2 separate regions of the Sus scrofa genome follow, and region 2 is linked to region 1. The links are chromatin contacts, called in public Hi-C maps. All regions are on one chromosome and are shown on one strand. Each heading gives the region's core, a stretch centred on a gene start, on an enhancer-like site or on the middle of the called end of the contact. The rest is flanking DNA. Distances are from core to core; before and after follow the strand shown. Region 1 holds the start of LGALSL (galectin-related protein). Region 2 overlaps LOC110259999 (a long non-coding RNA gene).

Region 1 (7,627 bases), core at 2,936-5,435:
AATCATTAAATAGTGTCCTTCTTTGTCTTTCTTTATGTCTTTTGTTTTAAAGTCTATTTTGTCTGATATCAGTACTAAAGCACCTTTTAGATAACTGGTTCTCAATTGGAGCCAAGTTTGCTCCACCTCACTCAGGGACATTTGACATCTGTCAATGTCTGAGGACATTTTTGGTTGTCGCCACTTGTGGACAGGGGGCAGAGTGTGCCACTGGTATCTAGCACTCAACATCCTATAAGCACAGGACAACCCCCACCACAAAGAATTTCTCAACCTAAAATGTTAATAGTACTGAGGGTGAGAAACCCTGCTCCTGCCAATGAGGATAATACACAAAAAAACAAGAGGTCTGAAGCTCAAAGTCAGGCCTAGGGGATCAGGGTTCCCAGTCACAGTTCAAGGGAAGAAGGCACATGTCCATTCGGACCAGGGCAGGAGACAAAACCAGCCTCTCTCTGGGAATAAGGGTGCAGCTCGTGGTTGACCAGACTGAGAAGTAGGTTTAGAATTCGGGCCATGAATAGAGCCACCATGCAGTCTTTGCAGACTTGCTTTGATGAGACTGCAGAAGGTGCTGCCGGGCATGTGGTCAGAGATATACCAGCTCCTCCAGAAAGCTGCCTTAATCCTCCAAATGGGAGTGACTCTCCCCACTCAGTGCTCAGGCTGTGGGTCTGAGGCCTTTATTATTTCACCCACTATATTACACTGGCCCCCAGAGTGAGCTGTGAGCTCCTGCAGAACAAGATCCGCGTATCCATAAACACCTTTTCTTGGGCTGTGATATCACAGCACCTAGCAATGCTCATAAAATGGTGGCTGAATTGACGTCAGTACTGTATTCTCCCCCAGAAATTCTGCAGGCCTACATTTGAATAAAACATATCGAATGGGAAGGAAAGAAGGAAGTGATCTATTTTCATCTGGGAAGATCATTTAGCAAAGTCTATCTTCAAAAACCTGTGTATAAGTCTTTTTCAATGCTAATCACCTGTTTGACTGCCTTCCCCACCTTCTTTAGCCTTTTTAGTAGTTTCCAGCAATAATGCAGTTCACTGTGGCATTTCATAAAAGGGTCACAATCTTCATTAATCTTTTTTAGACACAAATGCCTATAATCAAAGCTCAGAGCAAAGTTTCCCTGTCTTTCTCTGTTCAACATCAAAAAATTTTTAAACTAATTCATTAATTTGTTAATGAACTTTCCCCTATAAGGAGTAGTTCAGCTCTGCTCAGTTTTTATTATAACAAAAAATTCATTTAGCCTTTCTCCTTGCTCTCCATGTTCAAAAGGAAGCATTCTATAGAATGACTGATAAAGAATCAAGTATTTTTGTAATAAAAGGCAATTTTCCATGTTAAAATATTCTGGGCAGATTCAGGACCTTCCTGTTCTTTACATCCTTTAAAATGTAAAAAATGTAAGAACTCATCTCAAGCAATCCAAATATCTTCAACTCCACTTACAAAGTAATCCAAAGGGTTATTCTTCACCCTAAAAAAACACTTATTGAAAGATTCAACCCAAGATTATTTTCATTCAGCAGCATCTACTCTCAAACCCATTTAAATTTAGACGGTATTTATACAGCTTTTCAGGAAACATAAGAACATTCTAAGAGCTAAGGAGGAATGATGAATGCGTCCAAACCCTTAATTTTGGAAACTGAGGCTTAGAAGTTGATATGAACTCTCACAACTGCATAACAACAACAGCTAAGGCTTATCAAGGGCTCAGGGCTTCTCACATCTTCATCACTTCCACTGTGTCTAAGCCACCATTATACCCTGCTTGGATTGGGGCAGGGACCTCCCAAGTCCTGCTTTTACCCTCCCTCCTACACTCTTCCCCCACCACAGAGACCACTCCCCACAGCAGCCAGAGGGATGCATCCACAACAGAAGGCAAACCCCTTTGCCCAGAAACTTCCAACGTCTGCCCACCTCTCCCAAGAAGTCAATCTTCACACAGTCTACATAGCCTATTCCATTCCTAGTTACTTATCACTTCTGTCCCACACCCCATCTGCACCCAACACTTTCTTCCCATACCTCATCCTGGGCACTTTGCCCTTGCAATTCCCTCTGCCAGCAGTCTTCTCCCAGGCTTCTGAATGCCTCCCTCCTTCCAGGGATCCTCAAACTCTACCACAGTTGGCTTCCCTGATCACACTGCAAACAGCATTACCTTACCTCCTACCTCTCTCCCACCTTACTTACTTTACTATTTTTTTTCTAACACTTTTAAGCCTGACATATTATATATTTATTGATTGGTTGCCTTTCCCCACTAGAGTGCAAGATCAGTTGTTTAAACGTCCCCACTGGGAGTTCCCGTCATGGCTCAAGCGGTTAGCAAAACCGACTAGCATCCATGAGGGCGCAGGTGTAACCCCTGGCCTTGTTCAGTGGGTTGGGGTTCCGGCGTTGCCATGAGCTGTGGTGTAGGTCACAGACGCAGCTCGGATCCCGAGTTGCTGTGGCTGTGGCATAGGCCAGCAGCTTCAGCTCCAATTGGACCCCTAGCCTGGAAACCTCCATATGCCACATGGGTACGGTCCAAAAAAGGCAAAAAACATAAAAATAAAAATAAAAGTCCCCACTGGATTCCCCAGTGCCTAGTACGTGGCAGGCCCTTGGGACATTTGTAGAATAAGTGCTTACTATGTGCCTGGTACAACTCTAAGGAAAGCACAGGAACCAATCTATCTAATTTTCCCAATAACACGAGATAGGCACTATGGTCATCATTGCTGTCATCTCTGGTTCACAGATGAAGAAACTGAGGCACAGAGAGGTTTAGGAACTTGTCCAAGATCACTCAGCTAGTCAATGGTAGAGCCAGGATTTAAACCAAGGGCACAGACTCTTTAACTACCATGATGTATTGTGTCACTCTTAGCTTAGCTAATGACAAAAAACTACTTCAATGGGTTTTTCCTATACTAAGCTCTCAGAAATTGAGACATATCAAAGTGTGCTTTCAAAATGTCAACTGTTTCCTGTGACTGCCTAATATTTTAAAATAATCAATAAAGTGTGATTTTTGAGCTAAGACTGGGTAAACAAGAGCAAAAGTGTGAGCCATTAACAATGCCGCCCTTCAGCCTCAAATTCAGCACACACAAAAGATATGTCTGTAGCTTACAGGCGTGTGCAGGTAATTCTCTGTACTCCACTGAGATTATCATGATTAGCTCTGGTCCATAAAAGGAAAGCTAAGACACAAAAGCCTCAGTGATGTCCTAGGCCAAACATTCAGCAACGTGGCAAGAAGGGAGCCTCTGAGGGCCCCTCTGGAATTGCAGTAAGGTCACACATGCTCCCTGCTTATTAGTATAAATCACCCGAGTGATTCACACAGTGGAATGTTTAAGCCAAGATGTCATCTAATAAAGGGTATGTTGATACAGCTTTATCTGAGTAGTTACATAATCATCCTAATTTGGAAACCATAAAGGAATTTGTGCCTTGGAATAAAGAGGGGTGTACCCCCTGAGAAGTGCTCCACAAAGTATATCAGGAGATTTTCAGTGACAAATTTACTCCCTATACTGAGCAGGTGACTTGTTAATAAAACCAAGAAAACAACAACAACAAAACGGTCTAATGGAGGCTTTCTGAGGGCAGTCACTCTGACGGATTCAACTTGTTAAGACTAGCCAGACCCCTGCATGAGAGAGCTTCCAGGTAGCCCCAGACTTGCCCATTCTTCCATGGGGGCGGGGCGGGGGGTGGAGTCTTCTGTACCTAATCTTCTGTAATATAAAAGTCCCACTTGTGAATTCTCTCTACCTCTTGCTTTTAGGTCAAATATTTATTTTTGCAAAGCTCAGAGACCTTTCATTATCTTTCTACCCCAGAAAGCCCAATGAATCTTTCCTCGTACTTTGTGGGAATTCTCTGAAAGAAATCTTGAGCTCTGGAATACCATCTGCACTCCCAATCTTCTGCTGACCTCGGTCTCCACAGTCCCACCTGCTCCGAGACGTGGCCGGAGAAGGATGGAGCGGAGGGGCGGGATGTCACAAGCACCTGTCACCTGGCAGGCTCAGGCCTTCACTTCCCCGTGCCCCAGCCCCACCCACCCTGCCGAGGGAGAGGGCCGACCGGGCGGCCGCCCGTACTCACGCCCCGAGCCCGACAGGCCCGTCCCTCCCGCCCCAGCCTCCTGCCACTGTCCAATGGCCGAGGGGTAGGGCAAGCTGAGCAAGCCGCAGCAGCCCAGCCGGGTCCCCGCCCTGTTCCCGGTTCCCAAGCCGGGCCTCGGCGGCCTTTAAATGCTGCCCAGGGCCGGCAAGGCGCGGCCCTCGCCACCTTTTTCCTCAACCGGCGGCAGCAGCACCCTGAAGAAGCCAGCAGCCTCGACTCGGCAGCGCTGTCCGGACGCCGGCGGCTGCGGCCACCTCAGACCTGCCGGCCCGCGGCACCTCCCCCGCCTCCTCCCCTTCTCCCCGGCCCCACCGGCCGGGTCGGCGCCGGGGCCCCTGGTGCGCGCGCGCGCGTGCCCGCGTGTGTGCGCGCGCCTGAGCCAGCCTCGGACCCGCGTTCCCGCCCGGTGCAGGACCGCCCCGGGATCCCCGCCCGCGCGCTGCGTCCCACGTCCCCTGCCGCCGGGCCGCCAGCCGTGCTCCCCGCCGCGCTGCGCGAGAAGATGGCGGGGTCGGTGGCCGACAGCGATGCTGTGGTGGTGAGTGCGCCCCCCTCCAGCGGCCCGCACGGCCAGGCCGCCGGCTCCCGCCGAGCCGAGGCCCTGCCCCGCGCCCCCCGCGTGGAAAGGCGCCCCAGTACCTGGTAGCGGGAGCGGGCTGTGCGCGGTGTGCGGCCGGAGGGGTAGCCCGGTCGAAGGGCCCTGGCTGAGGGGAGATGTGTGGGGGCGGCCCGCGGGATAGGGGTGACCGCCATACCCCTTTGCGCCGTGCAGCCGCCGGCCAGGTGTGTGCACGTTGCACGTGTGAGTGTGCGCCTGTGTGATTGTGTCCGGGACGTGCGCCCCGCGTCCGCCGCCGACGTCCCGGGGATTCCCCCTTGGAAATGGGTCCGCGCCGAGGGCTCGCGAGAGAAGTTGAGCGCGGCCACTGCACTCCAGCCACGTCCCGGAGGACAGGCCTGGGCGACCGCTTTTCTAGGGGCGTTTGCTGTTGGAGAGGGACCTGCCTTGTTCCGGCGCCGGGCACTGGCTCCCCAGTGGGCCTCGACCTTGATTTTGATCTAGATTGGAAGGGTCTGGGGATCGTCAGAGGCTTAGCTACCTGGTGGAAAGGACGGGTTTTGTTCTGGGGGGTTATGCGGTTTTTCAGTGGACTGTGAGGTGGCAGCATCTGCAGATACTGCCTGCTTTCTGTGCAGGGCTGCTGGATTCCGCCGGATTTGTGTAGGTTCTTCCCCGCCCCCCAACCCCCTCCCCAAAGGCCTTTAGAAAGCCAATCTGTTTGCTTCTATTTTTAGAAACTAGACGATGGGCATTTAAACAACTCCTTGGGCTCTCCAGTTCAAGCCGACGTGTACTTCCCACGATTGGTAAATGATTTTGTTCTGCGCTCTGTGTCTGCCTGCCTGTACCCTCTTCTTTCTAACTGCGTTTTCTAATGGGTCAGGTCCTCAGAATCTGAGGGCTTGGCTCTTCCCTAACAGGCTGTAAACTTTCTCCTTTGCAGATCGTGCCATTTTGTGGGCACATTAAAGGTGGCATGAGACCAGGCAAGAAGGTGTTAGTGATGGGCATCGTAGACCTCAACCCGGAGAGGTAAGACAAGTTCTTGTCACCTAGATCTATCAGAGGGTCACCAGGTCTTACCCATTCCTGTTGTGGTTTACTCTGTCTCCTCTTCTTCCCCTTGCGGCCAGTGTTGCTAGTTGGAAGTGCCAAGAAAGTGCTATGTTCCCATGAAAAGAATGTGTATGAATCCCAGCCATCATTTCTCTAGACAGCTATTTATATCAGAGATTATAAATATAGGCCCACATCATTTTCTCTTTGACCCTTAGAGAGCCCGAAGGATTTTTTTTTTTTTTTTTTTTTACATTTTTTAAAGGATGGTGTTTGGAGTAAGAACTATCAATATAAATGAGAACCAAACTTTACAAGATAGTATTTCCCCTGGTCAGGTTATTGGGCTCAATTTGAGACTTTGAAATGGATTAAGACACAGATGTGTGGGTTTGGGGTATCTGAAATGTCTACAGTTAATTATTTTCATCTTCAGGGAAGTTTTCACCAGGGCCTCTGCTAGGTAACAAAATAAACCAGTTTGTTGTAATCCTACTGCTCCATAGTCTAACCTCCCATGTGAAGAGTAGTGGCCCATTAAAAGCTGACAAATCCAGAGAAGAAGAAAGGATTGGGAGCCTAGGTCTTTGTTAAATGTCTTTCTATTCAACCATGAATAAATGAGATGATTTTCTTTCCAGCTTTGCCATCAGCTTGACCTGTGGTGACTCGGAAGATCCTCCCGCCGATGTGGCAATTGAACTTAAAGCTGTGTTCACAGACCGACAGCTGCTCAGAAATTCTTGTATATCTGGGGAAAGAGGTGAAGAGCAGTCAGCCATCCCCTACTTCCCATTCATCCCAGACCAGCCATTCAGGGTGAGTACCTCGAGTGCTTCAGCTCCAGCCTTTGGCAGGATGGTGATGTTCTCATCTAGGGTCTGCCAAGAATGCTTTAAACAGCCAGAATTTTTTGTGTGTCCAGGATATTTGTCACCTGATAATGAAAAAAAGAAAAGCAATCAATAGAGTGCTGGTTGCCAATACAAATTAAAAATTAATAGTAGACCTTGGCCCTATTTAGCCAATACATGTAAATAAACCCATATTTTCATGTCTTGATTGCTAAGAATAAATACTTTTCTATGTACTATTCATCATAGCACTAGGCATATAATAGATACCTGCCCTGAAATACCTGTTTGATTAATAAATATTTTTAAGTATTTAGAGTTTTTCTCATTTTTTCTTAACCTTTTAAGTAGCACCAAACCATATCAGTTACATCTTTTTAAGAATATAGTGATTATCATTTTATTTTCTCTTCTTCCTTTTGCTAATGAGGACTGGCCCTGTCTTCGTTTCCCACTTTGGGTTAAGTGGTCTCAGTGTATTTCTTTGTCACAGACTGTGTGGCAGACACATTCCCTCCTTTGGGCCTCGATGAGTATAGATTTGGTCCCCTCTATCATGCAGGAAGTGCAGCCCAAACTTCCATCCCAATCAAGCAGCAGTAGCAGCACCTTCCTCTATAGAGGACAAGGCCAAGTAAGAGATGCAAATCAGTAACATGTTAGGAAAAAATTTACTGACATGTCAGACCTGGTAATGAAGTGTCTGCATTACACCTTCTTAATACACATCATAATAATGACACTCATTTAAAAGTTCCATCAACACTGGATCCTTAACCTGCTGTGCTATAAGAGAACTCCATGTGACAGTTTCTTATTGGTGAATTTTAATGCACAGCTCATGAGTATGAGTAGCTAGAGCTTCTGCCAAGAGAAATAATGCTCCAACAACAAAACTGAAATGAAATCAGCCCTTCTTGGTGATATAATTTTAGTAATAATATGAATTAAATGTGACTAATATCACATATGGAGTTTTTCTTTGTGTGATGAATACAAATGC
Region 2 (7,627 bases), core at 1,430-3,929, 84 kb before region 1:
CATGGGACCTAATCAAACTGAAAAGCTTTTGCACAGCAAAGGAAACCCAAAAGAAAACAAAAAGACAACTTACAGAATGGGAGAAAATAGTTTCAAATGATGCAACCAACAAGGGCTTAATCTCTAGAATATATAAGCAACTTATACAACTCAACAGCAAAAACGCCAATCAATCAATGGAAAAATGGGCAAAAGACCTGAATAGACGGTTCTCCAAGGAAGATATACAGATGGCCAGCAAACACATGAAAAAATGCTCAACATCACTGATTATAAGAGAAATGCAAATCAAAACTACCATGAGATACCACCTCACACCAGTCAGAATGACCATCATTCACAAGTCCACAAATAACAAGTGCTGGAGGGGTTGTGGAGAAAAGGGAACCCTCCTGCACTGTTGGTGGGAATGTAAACTGGTATAGCCACTATGGAGAACAGTTTGGAGATACCTTAGAAATCTATACATAGAACTTCCATATGATCCCACAATCCCACTCTTGGGCATATATCCGGACAAAACTCTATTTAAAAGAGACACATGCACCCGCATGTTCATTGCAGCACTATTCACAATAGCCAGGACATGGAAACAACCCAAATGTCCATCGACAGATGATTGGATTCGGAAGAGGTGGTATATATACACAATGGAATACTACTCAGCCATAAAAAAGAATGACATCATGCCATTTGCAGCAACATGGATGGAACTAGAGACTCTCATACTGAGTGAAATGAGTCAGAAAGACAAAGACAAATACCATATGATATCACTTATAACTGGAATCTAATATCCAGCACAAATGAACATCTCCTCAAAAAAGAAAATCATGGACTTGGAGAATAGACTTGTGGCTGCCCGGTGGGAGAGGGAGGGAGTGGGAGGGATGGGAAGCTTGGGGTTATCAGATACAACTTAGAATAGATTTACAAGGAGATCCTGCTGAGTAGCATTGAGAACTATGTCTAGATACTCATATTGCAACAGAACAAAGGGTGGGGGAAAAAATGTATACATGTAAGAATAACTTGATCCCCATGCTGTACAGTGGGAAAAAAATTTAAAAAAATTAAAAAAATTTAATAGGATCAGTCAACAAGAAAAAATTTTAATGCCATACTTTAAAAAAGATAAAAATTAATGCAAAAAATCCATGATAGGCAATATATCAAAATTTCAAATAAAGATCAGTATGGGGCTGAGCCATATAGGAGCCTGAGGCAAAAGGGAAAATGTGTGTTCATGGCTTCAGTGAATGACAACCCATCAATCATATTTTCCAGATCTACTTCTTTGCTTCTCTCATTTTTAATTGACAAAATTATCATGTTTGACCATTTCTCCTAAGGGACAATTTTAAAGATTTTTTTAATTAATTAAGCAGAACTAAAATCATAATAAATTCTATTTGGATATAAATCAAGTATGCAAACTTAAAATAATGTTGTCTGTTTTAATATACCTGTTTTTCAATCTTTCAACATTTTTTTCAACTACTTTAACGTTCCATTAAAAAGTAATTAAAAAAATGCACGTGGGGTTGCACAGCTTTCCTTCCGCCTCAGATTCCAACATGGCCCTGCATGGCTCAGGTGGTGAGTAAAGCACATCCAATGGTCTCCAGTTGGAAATGGGGTGTGTTTGTGTTAAGCATGGGGGTTCTTGCTGATGGCTCCTCCCTTCAGTCTACCTCTCTGGGGTTGCCTTTCAGGATTAGGTTTGCAGGGAATCATCTCATCCCATTTCACACCTTTCTAGAGGCCATGAGATTACTGGGAACTAGGGATAACGTTATTCCACTCTTATTGTTTGACAAGTGAGTCTTTGACCTTTGGGGAGGGGATACCTGGAGTCCAAGGGCACATAGCACATCCTTGATACAGAACCTATTACTAGTAATTTTGTATACCAGGCACCTTTAAGAAACACCATTGGAAGTTCTTGGGTAGAAGAAGCTGAGATAATGACTTTTTTTCTTATTTTTTGTTTAAAATATATGTGTGTGTAGTGGTTCAAAATTCAAAAAGATATAAAAAGGTAAACATTGAGAAGCCTTTCTCCCACCCTGTTCCATACTCCCCTCCCCCTCACATACAAATAGGCAGTGACTTTTAGTGTTTTCTTGGCAATTGAGGCTTCTTTTAAAATAGTATGAAAATGAGTTTATGAGTTAGACTGAGACCCACCCAACTCCTTCTGGACAGGACTATCTAGCTTGTGCAGAGTGCTGAACAAAGTTGTCATATTTTGTGTGTGTGGTTGACACTGGCAGCATGGAGCCAGCATTGTGCTCGGGTGCCACCAGAGCCCACAGGCACCTGGGCCTCTCTCCCAGACTGACATAATGTCTAGTGTTGGTGCTACCGGATACCCCACAGCCAGGCCAACAAGGAATAGGTCTGAGGCCATCAGCATGGCTGGCATCTTGGTCTAATAATAACCTCCAAAGAAAAGGGTATCAGTGCTTCCTAGAAACACATGAGAGAGTTTGTAATGTGTCCCCATTCAGCTGCAAGCAAGCTTCTGCATACTCGGGATTACACGCATCCTCGCAATCGGAATGACATCCCAAACCACAAAACCAACTCTTTGTTTTTGTGGTCACCATGTACCCTTAAGATAACAGTTACTCCCAAAGCAACTGATTTCTCTTGCTCTCTTGGTTATGGTTGAGGAGGTCATGAGTTGCAGGGAGTGGGAGAGAGGAGCAGCCATAGAGCCAGGCTCCCACAGGGGCCTGCACTGGAGTGTAAGCAGAAGCCAGGCTGGGAGAAATCTCAATACCAACTGGAAAGAAACGCTGACTGAACCACCAGGGCACATTAGCTTTACACTGTGCCAAAGGCGTCTTCTCCTCACGCCTCTTTCGGCCATATCCCTACTCACTACTTTTCTCTGTAAAGTTGTTTCCCACTGAGTCACCCTCTAAGGCTTGCTGGCAAACTCTCACCTGCTTTTGGCTTTCAGCCCAGGGGCCCCTCCCAGACTTCTCCACTCATTCCCACCCTTCACAAGGTCTTGGAAACTTTGTTGAAAGCTTGAGTGTGTGAACTGCCAGGTACCACAGTACATCCTGAGCAGAGTGGATGAGGAAAACAGACTGGACCCCCTTGCCCTCCCTGGGTCCTCTAATTCGAATTTAGGAGGACATGAAGACTACGGGGTAAAGAAAAAGTGAACAGTTTGTGGTTCCACCCTAGGGCAACATTACCTAGCTTAGAGCAGATGCATTTTTTGGTTCAGTTCAACTAGCATTAATTGATGCATTCAAGAAAGTGACGATTACCGTGGAGGTAAATTTAAGAGTAAGAATCCTCTGTTGGTGGGGAGGGGTAATGAGTGGTAGCCAGTGTTCAGAGAACAGGAAATGACTAGAGAACTCTGGGAAGACAGACTGTGAAATTATGGCAAGGATCAGATGCCTAAATGCTGAAGGAAATCCATGTGAAGGACAGGGAAGCTGCAGGTTGGGTTCTGAAGGGAGGTTACTTGATGAAGCAAGACCTCAAGCACTTTCCCTAAACCCCAGACCCATGCAAGCCTCTCCCTTCCTCCATTTGTGCAATGCATATCTGTACCGACTTCACCATGGGTGCTCGAGAATCAACTCAAGGAATATTTTTTTCTGCATATATTTTTCTATCTCCTTGGATATCTTTCTCCATTTTTAGAAGAAACATAAGGTTTTAAAAATCCACGTTTTATCTGAAAGACTGATTTCATCCTCACTAGTCCATTTCCTGAGATATAACATATCTCAAGATGTATCTCATGTGCTAGGTCCAAGGAACACTTTGACACGTGTTCATAAATGATCATCAATATGTGCATTCTCAAGGGCTGCTGGGTATTCTTCTGTCAGTTTGTGGGGTAAAGAGTAGAGCAGTATCTCACAAAGTTAGACAAAAACCAAGTACTTAGGCTTTCTAGACTATGACACCTGTGGGTTCTAAAACTATGATTTTGAGGTCACACTGATGGAATTTTCCTTTGTACTCTGACTGCTGTCTGAAAATATTTATTTTCATCATATGGATTAAAGAGAGCTTCTATTTCTATAACTTAATCAGTTTGACCTAGATAGTGGTAAATAGCTCATGCTTCACCCATACCCTTCTAATATAATACAGCACAACCAAACATGCCTTTTGAAATTCTGATTAGCTCAGGGCAGGGGGGGAATGACTTACCTTACATTCCACCTGCTGTTAAAGGAGATTTCTCCTAGGTTCACCCCATAAACACAAACCACCGGGGGGGAAAAGAATCAAGAACTATTTTCTCTAAGACAAATACCATATGATATGACTCGTATGTGGAACCTAAAATATGGCACAAATGAACCTATCTACAAAACAAAAACAGACTCACGGACATAGAGAACAGACTTGTGGTTGCCAAGGGGGAGGAGGGGAGTGGGATGGATGGGGAATTGGGAGTTAGTAGATGCAAACTATTATATTTAGAATGGATAAGCAATGAAGTCCTGCTGTACAACACAGGGAACTATATCCAGTCTCTTGGGATAGACCATAATGGAAGATAATACGAGAAAAAGAATATATGTGTGTGTGTGTGTGTGTGTGTGTGTGTATGACTGGGTCACTTTGCTGTACAGCAGAAATTGGCACAACACTGTAAATCAACTATACTGTAATAGAAAGAAAGAGAGAGAGAGAAACATACAGAGATAGATAGACAGACAGACAAATGAGAAGTATTTTCTCTCACGGCAAAGTGGAATAAACTTGAACTTCCTTCCTTCACATGTGAACTGTTAGAGATCTCTCATCTTACCAAATACCAGTTCCTCCCTCCTATGGGCTGATCCCTGCCATCTTCCCAAGGACTTCACTCCTCTGGGAACCCCTTTCTCTGCTGCCTTGATAACTCTCTCCTGAATCATTCTCATTTGCAAAGAAAATAAACATGAAACACTTCCCTTCTTTCATATCCCCCAGCTACAACCCCACCTCCCTGTTGCCTATCATACCCAAATTTCTAGAATAACTTCTCTGCCCACTGCCAAAGCCTCTGCCTTCATGGCACCACTGAAATGACCCATCACGGCCCCCAGTGACTGCCCTGATACCCAGGTCCAATGGGTGTGTTTTTGTCCTAATCTTTTTTGACCTGACTGTCCCCTCCTCCTGGACCCTAGCTTGGCTTCTACGTGCTGGTTTCCTTCTTCCCTCTCTGCCTTCATCTGCTTAGTTTGCTACATCCAACTTCGAACATGGGGGCAACTGAAGGGTTTGATCTCAGCCTCCATCCTCCTCTATCTATATCCTCCCTGGGTCATCTCATCAGCTCAGGGACTGAAATTCCCTCTTTAGGCTGTTGACTCCCAAATTTCTCTCACCAACCCAAGACTGGCTCACAGAACTACCTGTCCAAGTGGCTTATCTCTGGTCAGTGTCTCATGGATGTCCCACATCCAACCAATTCAAAATAAGGGCCGATATGAGCATTTGAGAACTAAGGGAATTTTACTGATGATGCCTGGTGCTAAAATTTGTGTGTGTGTGTGTGTGTAAAGTGTGGCTAGAGTTCTATTCCCACTCAACATGTGTACAGTATCCTGATAGGGCTTATTTCTATTGCACCATTTGGCCTTTCCCTACTAATTCCATGATTTATTTTCTTCTTCCTCTTTTTATTTTTTTAATTTTTTTTTTTCTTTTTGTGGCCATACCTATGGCATATGGAAGTTCCCAGACGAGAGGTTAAATCAGAGCTGCGGGCCACACCACAGCCACAGCAATGCAAGATCTGAGCTGCCTCTGCAACCTACATTGCAGCTTGCAACAACCTGGATCCTTAACCCACTGAGTGAGGCCAGGGATTGAACTCACATCCCCCCAGACACTAGGTAGGGTTCTTAACCTACTGAGCCACAATGGGAACTCCTAATTCTATGATATTTTTTAATCATGACCCCTATACCCCAACACCAACAAAAGTCCACATCCCACATATTTCTTGGAATTTTGGGAAATGTTCTATAAACTATGATTGCCTTGCAGGTACCACAGGGCCAGGCCATACCCTTTGAGGTGGTATTGGAAAGACAGTTTCCTCTGAAGGAAAAAGATGTTCTTACTGCCGTTCAATCCCAGAAGAGTTGGTTCTGGGCCTTAGATGTAAGTGAGGGAAACCATAATCTCTCTGGGTTCACGGCCTGGGGATACTGAACATGCTAGTAGTGGGCAGGTTTCTGAGTTACACAAATATAAAACAACATTTGAAAGTTTTTTGTGTGTCAATGTACTCACTAGTCCATCTCCCAGCCTGGCTGTCCCCTAAGGTCCTAATTTATCAACCATGAAGCTTCCTATTAAGGGGGATTCTCTGGAGCAAGACCACACAAGAGGGGCTGGCCCGTGGTTCTCCATCCTGCTACACCGGGATTACTGGGGGAGCTTTAAAAACTGCTGATGGCTGGGACCTTCCCCAGAGATTCTGATTTACATGCTGTGTGTGTGGCCTGATTCTCAGTTTCCCAGGGGATTTGATGCACAGCCAAAGTTGAGAGCTCAGCTATGGGCCACCCTGGCATTAGCTTCACAGGATGATTTCTAGCAGTAGGATTTCAGCTCGGGAGAGCCTCGGACTTGCATCTATCACATGACACCTTCTGTAATGTTCAGTGTAGATTTCTCTTTCCTAATACACTGAGTTCTTTGAGGACTGGGGCTGTGCCGCTGCACTGCTTCTCTATGTCCAATACACCATGGAGCTCAATAAACTTTAGCTCAATGCACAGAGGCATGCCTCAAGCAAGGTAAAATAGGTGGTTGTCCCCAAACCCCATGCCCTGGCATTCACCTTTAGAGCCCCCACACCCTCAGCTGCACATTGGATGTCAACCTTGCGTCACAATACATTCCAAACTTGGGTCCCCCATGTTCCCATGCCAGGCACTCTAGGTGGAATTGTCCTCCGTGCTTACACTGTTCTGCTGCTATCTCCTCCACAGGTCAGGGAAACTCACCACCATAGGTTAGTTTCCTATTTTCTATGGCTGAGGACGGTTAGCCCAGAAGGTCTCATCAGCCACTCCAAGCCCACTTTTCCACTGGCCCAGGAATATGTTTCCCTGAACGCTGGAAGGCCTGGAACAGAATGGGTGGTTCTTTGAAAGCTCCTGGAGGCTGTGGGAGCAAGTGTCCATGAGGGATGGTTTCTCTTTGGGATGTGTCACTAGTTTGACACTGTCACCTGTCATTCTCTGAGTCTCAAGAAGACGTCATATAGCTCAGGACTCTGGGCTGGGCGTGGTGGGTGGTGGTGCTGGCATTGTTTGCATTTGAATTGGAGCAGCTCTGTTTCTTGAGACTGAGTGCTTCAGAATGGGACGTCTTAATCCAAGGCTGATAGATTGATTTTAGGGAGGAGGTTCCAGGACTCTCTAAAATTGTATGCAGGATATTCCATCTGATGCATTAAGCACATTTCTCTAAAGAGGGAACCCCCCAGTTTTCTTCATATCTTTGAAATTGTCCATGAAACTGCAAAAGTTTTGGACCATTGACCTCCCACTGTCTCCCCACGGTTTTAACTTTCCTCTGTTTCTAGAAGGCCTTGAGAGGGTGAGTTGTAACATCATTCTAGCACAAGATA

Evidence for each region. Hi-C and Micro-C count contacts between places; a contact is called where the count stands out from the background.
Region 2: a contact with region 1 is called in a Hi-C map of embryonic fibroblasts, with 1.9 times the contacts expected there. The contact joins the enhancer-like site here to the promoter of LGALSL in region 1. A contact is called at or near these places in 2 of 5 promoter capture datasets (fetal skeletal muscle and liver), 4 of 47 Hi-C or Micro-C datasets (embryonic fibroblasts, epiblast stem cells, liver and 1 more) and 1 of 2 datasets of contacts at active chromatin or transcription factors (skeletal muscle).

What each region holds. Positions count from the first base shown.
Region 1 is chr3:77,475,973-77,483,599 of Sscrofa11.1, reverse strand. LGALSL (galectin-related protein) reads left to right here and starts at 4,185. Exons shown (of 5, transcript XM_003481202.4): 1 at 4,185-4,690; 2 at 5,449-5,520; 3 at 5,658-5,746; 4 at 6,412-6,589. The coding sequence starts at 4,655.
Region 2 is chr3:77,558,338-77,565,964 of Sscrofa11.1, reverse strand. All of the region lies in intron 1 of LOC110259999 (a long non-coding RNA gene), which reads left to right. Among named protein-coding and RNA genes, the nearest start is that of LGALSL, 83 kb to the right of the region's middle. Within about 2 kb of position 2,679, at least 6 of the 83 cell types and tissues checked have an H3K27ac peak or open chromatin away from gene starts, as enhancers often do. A contact at or near this core is called in embryonic fibroblasts, where this site is marked.